2 separate regions of the Rattus norvegicus genome follow, and region 2 is linked to region 1. A link is a contact called in public Hi-C data. All regions are on one chromosome and are shown on one strand. Each heading gives the region's core, a stretch centred on a gene start, on an enhancer-like site or on the middle of the called end of the contact. The rest is flanking DNA. Distances are from core to core; before and after follow the strand shown. Region 1 overlaps Gpr176 (G protein-coupled receptor 176). Region 2 overlaps Eif2ak4 (eukaryotic translation initiation factor 2 alpha kinase 4).

Region 1 (5,778 bases), core at 1,237-3,736:
CTATTTTAATCTCTATTTTAACGCTGTTCTATCAGCGTTATTTGGTAAATATGGCTGTATTTGGGAAACTCACTGTATATAAAAGCTACTGAGTAAAGTTTGTTATGTGAGCTCCTTTGGTGCCCTCTCCAGGTTGAGAAGGGTCTAAAGTCACCAAAGGCAGGCAAGCCAGCCTTCTACGGAGACAGGAAGGAAAACATTATAACTTTATGTCCTGATTTTAGGCTGGTGGAGGGCAAAGAGCTTTTATTGCTTTGCTTCAACTGTCTTCAGGTCAAAATATGTGTTTGGAAGCACATATTCTGCTGTCTTTGGCCATACTTCCTTGTAATAAGGTTGTGTATGTGGTGTGTGTGTGTGTGTGTGTGTGTATGAGTGTGTGTGTGTACTAAGGTTGTAATGGTTACTGTGTCAGGTTTACTAATAGCTGGTGTGATTTCGGGTAAGATTTTCTCTAGGAAGGAGGTGTATTTTCAGTAAATTCAGAAACTTTAGATAAGCAAGTGCAGGGAGAAAGGGGCATAGTGTTTGGGGTGCTAGTGAGGTGCCTGCTGCCAAGCCTGACAATCTGAATACAGTCTCTGGAACCCACATGGTGGGAGGGGAGAGCGGAGTCCCACAGGTTGTCCTCTGGCCTGCACATGCGTGAGACATGGCTTACCCACACACTCACACAAAATAAAAGAAATACATGTAAAGAGCAGACAAGAAGAAATCCACTGCTGGGTGCTGCAGGGACTTAGTATAGGTTCCAGAGCTTGCAGGAGCCATTGCCCCTGCTGGTTTTTATTTGTGGAATGAATGATTCGTCTGCTCATAATATCTAATGCCGCTGTGACCTTAGCACCACTACCTCACACAGCTGACCCACGCAGCAGCTCCTCCCTGTGTTTGGAGGGAACTCCTTCATAGCTTGGCCACCTTAATCCTTGCTAGAATGGACACACATACACAGGATGCTGGATTAGAATTTAAATTGAGACTGTTCACCGGGTTGGGGATTTAGCTCAGTGGTAGAGCGCTTGCCTAGGAAGCGCAAGGCCCTGGGTTCGGTCCCCAGCTCCGAAAACAAAAAAAAGAAAAAGGAAAAAAAATGAGACTGTTCTATGCTTATCTGAATGAAGAAAATGAAGGCCCCTTTCTGGGACAAGGACCCCCTCAGAAATTGCCTGTGAATCCTCTGACTATTCAATATAAATTATTGTGTCTGCAACCACCTATGAAGCTCTCCAAAGTGCGTCTCAAATAAGTTTCACAGGGGATTCATAGGCATCACAGGGTTCGAGGACCACTGGTGTAGACTCTTAAAATTTTAGGAATTCTTTAGACTTCTCCAGGGTCACAAGCTATATTCCACCAGGACAGACTGAGAATGATCGCTGTAAGCCAACTTTTCTACTGAAGTTAGAATGGCCATACAATCTTAGTGGGCAGTAGGATAAAACCCCTTCCCAAGCATCTCTGTGATGTGAAATTTAGCAGATAGCAGGCTTGGTCTGTTTGTCATTACAGATGAAAATAGAGGTAATTATTTTGTTTTTAGTTGTTGAAGTGTATTATTTTAAGAGACTCGGGCATTTGCATAAGAACGGACAAAAATGATCAGGATAAATAAACATTTTCTGTCCCTGTGACTCCTTTCTTGTCACTCCAGTGTTTGTGTGCCAAGTGTGGTTTCTTCAGCTGGCCTTGGTGTGCCCTTGAGGGAAAAACAGCATGGTGGCCTTGTTTGGGTTCAGTGTTGTCATTTCTGAAAGTCAAGATGGGGGCAGTAGATGCGGGCTAATAGCACACATGTCAGGCTGGAGGGAGTTCCCTGATCCTCACTTTCAGGTGAGGATCTGCTTCTCCTTGACCTGCCATCCCAACAGGAGGGAAGAATCTTTGTAAATTCTCTGCTGAGTCCCACAGTTCTTGGCCAGACAAAACCTAACATTCCCATTTCTGAAGACATGTATGTGTTGTGTTCTTCTGAGGAAGCAGGGGGTTTGCTAAGAACTGTCACTCAACCTGAGACCATGTTTTCCTGTCTGCATTTTGTTCTACAACAGTGAGCCATCTCCTATTAAAAGAGGGTCCCTGTGTGGCTGAATTAATCTAAGCCAGGGGATTGCCCTCAGTGCCTGTGAGGGCAGGTGTGCTGTAATTATCAAGTCCTGTGATAAATGTGCCACACTTAATTAATTGGAAGATTTGTCTCTCATTTACTTTGGAGACACACAAATGATTCAATTAATTAATGTGTGGAAAGCTGCCCTGGCTCGTAGAGGTGGGGCTGGGTTTGTATATATTTTGAATTCCTATTCTGTTTTTTTAATCCTTTCTTAACCTGATATGCTTTGAAAACCATTTTGGCTTTCAAAAAGAGCACCCACACGATTCTTACTGAGGAACTTGCAGAAAAAGGGCAGTGCTTTGTTCTCCCAAAGGAAGCCACCAATGAGTCGCAGAACCTCTGACTTCAGCTACATGGCATTTCAGATTGTCTGGTCACTCCAGTTAGGGGAAGGGGGTGGTCTGAGTCACTCGTAAAGAATAGGTTTGATTGTCGTGAGAGTTTCTGTTGTTGATTTGACCGGATCTAGAATCTCTAGGATGTCTCTGAGCATGCTCAGGAGGGATTATGCATATTAGGTTACCTGAGGCTGGTGACACCAACCCAGGAGTTTGGGTTCTGGACTTTTGAAAAGGCAGGAGCTGAGCTGAGCACAGACACGCATCGCTCTTTCCCTCCTGACTGCTGTTGCAATGTGACCCATAGCAACCCGCTTGCCGTGCTGGAATCTACCATTGAACTCTGAGCCCAAACAAACGCTTCCTCTCTTAAATTGCCATTGTCGGGGCATTTTATTACAAGAAGGATAATACAGGGTTAAAGGATGGGGGAGTTTAAAGCAATTTCTTGGAAGCAAAACAACTGCTGACATGAGCAGACAGTCTGAGGTTTGAGTCCTGAGGTTTGAGTCCGTGGGGTTCTGATTCCTAGGACTTACGCAAAACTGGTAATGTCACTATTAGTGTGGCAGCCTTTGAGGTATCCCTCTTCTCCTTTCTTTCCTAAAGGGTCCTGCCTCTGCCTTTATCAACAAAGTGCCCAGATGAAAATATCCCCCAGACTCCTTTGCAGATAGGGGCAGCAGTGCCAGCAACAAGCGTAAATGCAGGTGCCCCTGAATAAAGCCCTGATGTGCTGTAAGGCGGGAGGGGTGGACTAAGCTGAGAGCTGCCTTTGGTCTTTGACTTTCCTGCCTGGAAGTTGGATCCTAAGGGTGGGCAGTTTGCCTTGCAGTTATGTGAGGGATGGGCGGACTATGACGTTACAAGTCTTGGCCCTTCCTTAATGTCATCTTTGCGTAACTTCCTCAAACTCTGGAGTTTGGTTTATGTAACAGATTAACCTTCATTATTTTGATCTGTTGTTTTTCTGACCCAGAGTCAAATGTACCTTTCAGAAGCTATTACTTAAGTGGAATAATATATATATATATATATATATATATATATATATATATATGTGTGTGTGTGTGTGTGTGTGTATAATGTTAATTAATATATAATATAATGTATGTGCACGTATTACTAGGTGTGTGTAATTATAGTGTGCGATGTTGTAGTTGGAGTTAGACATTTTTGCTATGGAGAGATTCCCGTCTTCTGTGCTTTCTTTGTTGGAACTACAGGACACTGGGGCATAAAATCTCGCCAAAGGTTGCTGCACCAGGCAGTGTTTAACACAGTGACGTCATCATCTACACTGTTTACTGCTCTGTGTGAGGGAGGATCACACCCAAAGTCGGTCAAGGCAGGAGCCAACAAGTTGGCATGACTCCTTTGAAGGATGCGAGTTCAGAGAGATTTTCCTACACCTAGACAGGAGGCTTTGTGGGCACAACCTGGTGACCGCCGCCACAGGAGTGTTTGACCTCTTTTTCCCTGCTCTCAGCCAGAGGTGTTGGATTATGCCCAGCTATAGATCCTTATCGGAGGCAGTTCCATTGAGGAGGTTTTCTCTAACTGGATTCAGTAAGCAGTAAATTAGAGTGGTTAGAGCAAAGACTTATTTTAGGAATTTTATAGCCATCACAGACTCTGTTTTCTTTGGCCATTTTTAAATGTCTTCTGGATTTTACCATTACAGATAACTAGATTGTTCTTTCGTCAAGTGAAAAAAAAAGGAAGAGTACTTATGAGAGAATGTTTTAGGGCTTTATGTTCAGAGGAGGAAAAGAATAATCTCCTAAATATCACACAGAATATTCTAGACAGTCTTTATTTCTATGCCTTGATGTTCTCAGGTGTTTAGCAACCACACACTATCCAGGACACTTCGTCAATGAGCACACCATAATTGAGGTGAGCATTAAAAAACAATGGCCATTTAGAAAGTTTTAATTGTATTTATTACACTTAATTATATTTATAATTATACTTATTTATGTTTTTGCTTATCCTCTGTGTGTGTGTGTGTGTGTGTGTTTGTCTGTCTGTCTGTCTATACCCAGGTACCATGATATGCATGTGGAGATCAGAAGATAACTTGTGAACATTTTTCCTTCCATTTCGTGTCCCTGGGGATGGGACTCAGTTCATCAGGCTCAGTGGCCAAAGCCTCTGCCTGTTGAGCATCTCACCAGCAGAGCCGAACGTGTAAAAGTGAACACTTTTGGAAATAAAAAGCACGCTCGGTAGATCTCAGTGGGGCGTGCTTGCTTGGTCACAGTCTCTAAGTCCGGCACCATGAAGTAGGTAAAACCAAACCCGAGAGAAGCATGGATCGTAAGAGATGGGAGGACGCTGAGAACGCTCACACATTTGATGGTGGGAATGGCTTTAAATGTCAGGTTCACTGATGTGTATAAATCAAATATGATTTGTATGGGCATCAATCATATCTCAGTAAAATGGTCTTTTTCTTTTAGAAAACAAAAGAATGCCTGAAATGCTAATGGTAAATAACTGAAAGCTACTGATCGCAAATTCTAAATGAAACATCTACTTTTTCACTAAATTTTGCTATTAAGAAAGAAACCCATATCCACTGGGCTTCTTTTCTTCCCTTTACAAAAAGTGGAAACTACCTCTTCCTAATTGCAGTGTCTTAGGGCTGGTGATAAATACATGGCAACTCCACCAGTGTGAGGAGTGTGCATAATTCATGCTGGACTTGTGTTAGCAATGGCAAGTGTTCCACCCACGCGAAGTCTGTGCATCTGCAAGCGTCTCCCTGAACTTGCTGGTCAGTCCTTTCAAAGGTTTCTGTGCTTATTCTTAATATTTAACACAGGCGTCTTAGTCCCGGAAGAGAGAGGGGTTCAGAAATATCAAGAGGCTAATTACACCCTGGCACTTCCTCCTAGAAACCATGGCTCTGCCCCTTCCCATTATGAACCAAAGGGGACAGCATTGTGTTCGTCTCACTTCTCATTTAGTCATTTTTTTGTGGTGGTGGGGCTCATGGAGGGCTAAGGGGGCCATTGCCAAGACAAGCCATGTGTGATCCCTGACCAGACCTGTGGAGCAGGAGGGACAAGGGAATCAAAAGGGAGCTTTCCTCTTGCTGGGGATCTAGTGACACCCTGAGCCTGGGGCTTGCCACACCAGCCTCTACAGAGTCCGGGGACATAGTCGCTCTAATGGCCTCTACCTCTTTGTAGAGCATGCAGAGACAATACCTAGTGGCTATGATTTTCTCATATTTACCCTTAAATTTCTTTTCTGCAACCTTGCGTTAATAGCAGGGGCCATATAGTTGTGTTTCATATATTTGGGTGAATGAAG
Region 2 (5,657 bases), core at 2,482-4,981, 84 kb before region 1:
AGTCAAGTGTGTAGGGCATGCCTGTAATCTTAGCACTCAGGAGGCAGAGGCAGGAGGACCAAGAGGTCTAGCCTGGACTACACAGTGGGACCCTATCAAAAACAATGAAAGGCAGGCAGGCAATAACTCACCTTCAGGACTCTGCTCCACCAAAGGCATTTTTGGCTGAGGGTTTATAAAGCTGTGTTTCAGCAACTGTTGAGGGCTCCACCTTTCCTTGTCGTCCAGGCAAACACACCTCGGAGGGGGAGGGAGAATCTCAGTGTGTACAACGTAAATGCCTTTCTGGTTCATCTACCCAGTTATCTATGACTCTGCTTTTCTTTTTAAATACACATTAGCAAATTCATGTTACTTTTGGAAGAAAATTTACTTAAAAATGAATTTAAATGAATAAACACCACTTTACGGTTGGCATGTTCTACAGTAGACTGGATTCAAGTTGAAAAGAGGAAAGAAAAACCAACTACACTTTGTTAACTACAGAGGGACAAATGATTTGAAATGCTCTCAGGCCATAGAAACCAGCTTTGAATTGCCACTTCCATTAGCCGCTTAGTAGCCTGCCCTGCTGAACCTCGACTGTCGAGGACCCGACATAAATCTGACTTCCAAGACAGCGGTCTTGAACCTGAGGATCTGAACCACAACGTCAAAGCCCCAAGGCCAGTCTGCTCTGCCTGCCAGGTGACAGGCCAGCCTGCTCTGCCTGTGAGGTGAGTGAAAGGCCAGCTACAACCACAAAGTGAGACCCTGCCTCAAAGGGATGAATAAATAAATGATAGAGTTCTCTCTCGCCTGCCGTCCCTCTTTCCTTTGGTTTTTGTTTTGTTTTGTTTTGTTCTCTTTTGAAACAGGGTTTCTCTCTGTGTAGCCCTGGCTATCCTAGAACTTGCTCTGGCTTGAACTCAGTGAAATCCACTTGCTGCTGCCTTCCAGCACCCAGCTATCTCGTAATTTCTTTTTTTTTTTGGTTCTTTTTTTTTTCGGAGCTGAGCTCTACCGCTGAGCTAAATCCCCAGCCCCCTCGTAATTTCTTAATGTGCATCACTACAAACCCTTTCCTCTCTGATACTGTCTACAAGTGCACAGCAACCCACCATAATGCTATGGAGGATACTGAGTTTATTTGCCTTTAGCCACGGCCCTTCAGCCATGTCTTAAAATCTCATGTCAAAATAAATATGCCAATAAACATCCTTCTAAACTCCTACATCAGCTTGGACCCACTGGGATTTCCTAATACATTCTCTAGTTTGATTGGGGTTATTTCCAGTTTTACATACCCACTGTACTGACCATGCCTACACATGTTCTGTTAAGTTCTAAAGTGCACTGTCATCTCTGAGTCTACCACCGTGGCATTAATGTGACTGACACAACAGATCTGGACCAAAAATGGTTTAAAGCTTCCTGAGAGTGAACTGCAGCTTTGAGGAGCTCTTTCATGACAGGATTATATTTTCAGAACCCAACATTTTGGCAGTAGAGTGGCTACCAGCAGCAGCAGAGGCCATGCTAGCCTTAGCTTCGAGACTGGAAGGGATGGCAGGCCTGGAACTTTCCACAGTTCTTCCTGCCAAGAACAATGAGAGCTGCAGTCTGAGTGCAACAGGGGCCAGTGGCAGTGCAGGAGAGGTGTGAATTCTCAACCCTTGGAGAGCCAGGCACCTACCAGAATTTATTTATGATGCATTCTCTTACTGTCAGGATTGTTTCTCAATTTCTCAGTCTCTCTCTCTCTCTCTCTCTCTCTCTCTCTCTCTCTCTCTCTCTCATACACACACACACTCTACACATGCTGTATTAGATTCTGAAGAGCACTATAACTCTTACTCAACTGTGACATTAATGTGACTGCTGTGACAATAGATGTGGATCAGAAAAAGCTAACGCATAGTGAGAATGACTTCTATTTTCAGATATTTATAGCTACCAGGACTGTGTTAGTCCAGGATCCGCCATCTGGCTCCAACACCTGAACTCTGACTCACCTTACAGATGGCTTCCCAAGGGTGTTAACTAAATATGGTGGGGATCACAGATGGAGTCCACTCTGCTTTTGTGAATACTTGCTTATTTTGGTAACTGGGGTGGACAGTAAGGCTAACGACCCAACACTCTAAATGTTTCCCACCTCAACCAGGCAGTCCAGAGGCCCCCACCCCAGAAGGGAAGTGTGCACACAGTATCCCAGATGACAGCTATGTTAACAATGTCAAAACAAACCTCAGATCTCACCTTCAGAAGTGACAGAGGGAAGCTGTTTGAAAGTCTCAGCCCTTGGACCCACTGCCTGGCTGTGAGAGGAGAAGCGGGGTAAAGAGTTCAAGGGGACATGGGAAAGATGGAAATAAGACTTTTCACTAGTAATTCATTATCCCATCTGTCACTTCAGCCACCCTCATTGTAGGCCTAGGGAGCTTAAATACATTTTTTTTAGCATTCTATTTTGGGGGCTCAGTGGTTAAGAGCACTGACTGCTCTTCCAGAGGTCCTGAGTTCAATTCCCAGCAACCACATGGTGGCTCACAACCATCTGTAATGGGATTTGATGCCCTCTTCTGGTGTGTCTGAAGACAGCAACAGTGTACTCATATACATAAAATACATAAATTTTAAATGTTAAAAAATTTTAAAGGTTTATATATTTTAAGGAGAGAATGTTGCACACACACTCAAAGTTGGCCCCTTTCCTCAAATGAGGAAAGTATCATGATGGCTACTTTTAACAAAACACCGATAACCTCATTGAATGCTATATGCTGCTTAAAGACAGGACACAGCCTGAGAACAAACACATCATCAACACAGTGTGTGCTGCATAAACTAACCCAGCTCCAATGTCACAGCCAGTCTTAGGTGGCTGCCAACCCTGTGCAGTCAGTCCACCACTGATGAAGCTCTGATGTGTGGCAGAGGGACTGCTCAAATGCAGAGACTGCCATACATGTGGCCAGTGAACTAGTGGGTGACAGGGATCGCTATGGTCAGGTCACAGCAAAGAGATGTGAAGGCAAGAGAGAAGAGGAAGAGACTGAAAGTGAGTGACTAGGGAAACGAAGGTGAGGCAGACAGAGTGCGGAAGGAGGAACAGCGCAGGGCAGGTCTGCAGGAGGCTGCTCCAGAGGGGTGCCGGAAACAAGTGAATGCTCATATTATTAGAGACTGAGGGGCAGTGCCGGCTTAGACTGAGAACATTCAGGGTTAAGGCAGAGACTACTGAGGGGAAAGACCTGGACAAATAGTTTAGGACAAGGAAAGTATCTTTATTAATGACTCCCTCAAGCTGGACAGAGCCTGGCTGGGGGCCAGCGAGATGCAGTGGAGAAGGTGGTTGCTCCACAAGTCTGATGATCTGACAATCTGAGTGGGATCCCTAAAGCCCACAGTGGAAGGAGAGCATAGACCCCAGAAAGCTGCTCCCTCACCTCCACAAACATGTCAATGTGTTCTTGCTTTCACAGACATGGAGACACAGACACACATACACACACACAGACACACACACACACACATACACAGACAGACACACACGCACAGACACACACACACAGACACACACACACGCACACACACACACACATACACACTCACTTTTTAAAAAGCTGGCTTTGTAATGATTATGTACTTATGATTCACAAATGTGGAAAATCCTCTGTCTAGAAACAGGCAGTGGTTTGATCCTCTGACCTGGCTGAGTGAGACAGCCAATGGAGGAGCAGTCAGGAAGAAAGAGGGCAGAACCACACTTCTCAACTGGTTTCCTGAGGCTTTCTCTTTGGTCTCCTAGGACTCAGCAGCAAAGTGATGGAGAAAGTCTACCACATCCAGGGCACTTCTTATCACTGCCAACCCTTCTGGGATAGATAGGAATGGGAAAAAAAATTCTATTCTAGGCAGTCTCCCAAAAGTAGTTTGAGTATCAGTTATTAAACTCAAGGTGGAAGGCTGTACTGAGGAAAGAGAACACGAGTCTGGGCAAAGATTTGCCCTGGCTCCCTTCCTCACATCTCGGCCTCCCCGTTCAGCCTCCCCGTTCGGCTCCCTTCCTCAGTCTCATCCTCTCCCTCATCCTCTCCCGTACAGGAGGAAAGCAGGAACAAACCGTGACACTCACTTCTTCAGGAAGTCCTGGAAGTCAGCTGGCAGATCACTGGGGATGGTCACAGGATACTCCTCACACTCCTGACCTTGGCTAAGAGACAACAGCAGGAGGCCAAGACGCCACACATCCCCTTTCTTCCCGGTTTTATAAGGCAGAGCACTGTCACTAAAGCGAACTCGAGTTTGCTCAAAAACATCCTCCTTGCAAATGTCTGCCAGGCGCTTAGAGATGCTGTAGTCTGTTATCTTGACGGTGCCCTCAGCATCCACCAAGACGCTGGCGGTGCTCAGCACCTTGTGCACCACCGAGTTGCGGTGCAGGTAGTCCAGGCCCGCCAGGAGCTGCGCTGTGTATTTGCGCAGCTGGTGCATGGGCACAGGGCCTGAGTGGCTCAGGTGTGCAGCGAGAGAGATCCCACTGATGTGTTCTGCCAGAATGTCGACCACAATGGAATCCTTCTCCTCTCTGGAGTTCATCGCAAAGTAGCGGACAATGTTTGGATGGCTCAGTTTCACTAGGGAGCTGAATTCTGTTTCTGCTCCTTGAATCTGAGAAGGATATTAGGCAAATGACGTTAGCTAGTGTTTCACTCCAAAAGTATGGTGTGAGATGGAAAATATAGTTTCAAAGATGAGAAAATAATAGCCTGAATCTTTCCCTAAACTGATAAATCGACCTGATAGTGTACAAAAATGCAAGAAATTTTAGCTAATTACCAACTTCAATGTCAAAATGGGGTATCCAAATACCATAAAATTGCTGAGTTGCTTTTAAAAATCAAACTTTTTGGATATGTGTGTGATAAAAAAAAGCAGAAAAAAAGAAACATATTTAAAATAGTTTTCTGATTATACTAAGAATCATTGTAAAATGGATTAAATTCCAGGGGATGAATGTGTAGTTCAATTGGTAGAGCATCTATCCAGCAGGCAAGAGAGCTTAGGTTTAATTCCCAGTACTGAAAAATGTAAATTTAAATATAATACAAAGGGAAAAAATCCTCAGACTTATTTATATGATCACCATCCAAAACTAACCATTGATTATGGTGTGCTGTAAAGGTCTCTTGCTTTGGCTGCTTTCTAACCTCTTTATTAGGCCAAGGCTAAATACAATGTTAAGTGCTCCCCTGAGTTCAGCATTATCAATTCACAAAAATTCCTTTCTCATTAATAACACTGCAGAGAAACAAAAGAAAAAATCCCTCTGATCCCTCAGAGGTCAGCTTTAAACATCTCAGAAGAGCAGACAAAACAAATAGCTGCAAACAGCACAGCTACGAGGTGGTAACCAGCCCCTGTAAGGTAGGTCACGGAAGACAGGAGGGTGTGAGGCTGGGGTGGGGTACAGAAGTGGGAACAGAGCTGAGGCTGGTGAAGGCAAGGGTCCCGTGGTCCTCACTGTGGACCATCTGTGGGAGCCAGTGGGAGCAGGCTTTTGCTTCATCATCTACAGCTTGCGACTGGGCTTCTGGACAGCGATGACAAACATACTGACATTTTTCTTTCATTTTTGCATCTAAGACAAGGGCTTATGTAGCCCAGGCTGG

The links. A called contact is a pair of places that touch in the nucleus more often than the background predicts.
Region 2: a Hi-C map of the A7r5 cell line shows a contact between it and region 1, with 4 times the contacts expected there. The contact joins two enhancer-like sites. A contact is called at or near these places in 2 of 12 Hi-C or Micro-C datasets (the A7r5 cell line and the Rat2 cell line).

The regions. Positions count from the first base shown.
Region 1 is chr3:125,757,274-125,763,051 of GRCr8, reverse strand. All of the region lies in intron 1 of Gpr176 (G protein-coupled receptor 176), which reads left to right. Among named protein-coding and RNA genes, the nearest start is that of Gpr176, 31 kb to the left of the region's middle. Within about 2 kb of position 2,486, at least 11 of the 93 cell types and tissues checked have an H3K27ac peak or open chromatin away from gene starts, as enhancers often do. A contact at or near this core is called in the A7r5 cell line, where this site is marked.
Region 2 is chr3:125,842,350-125,848,006 of GRCr8, reverse strand. Eif2ak4 (eukaryotic translation initiation factor 2 alpha kinase 4) reads right to left here. Exons shown (of 39, transcript NM_001105744.2): 9 at 4,121-4,656; 10 at 132-238. Among named protein-coding and RNA genes, the nearest start is that of Eif2ak4, 35 kb to the right of the region's middle. Within about 2 kb of position 3,731, at least 6 of the 93 cell types and tissues checked have an H3K27ac peak or open chromatin away from gene starts, as enhancers often do. A contact at or near this core is called in the A7r5 cell line, where this site is marked.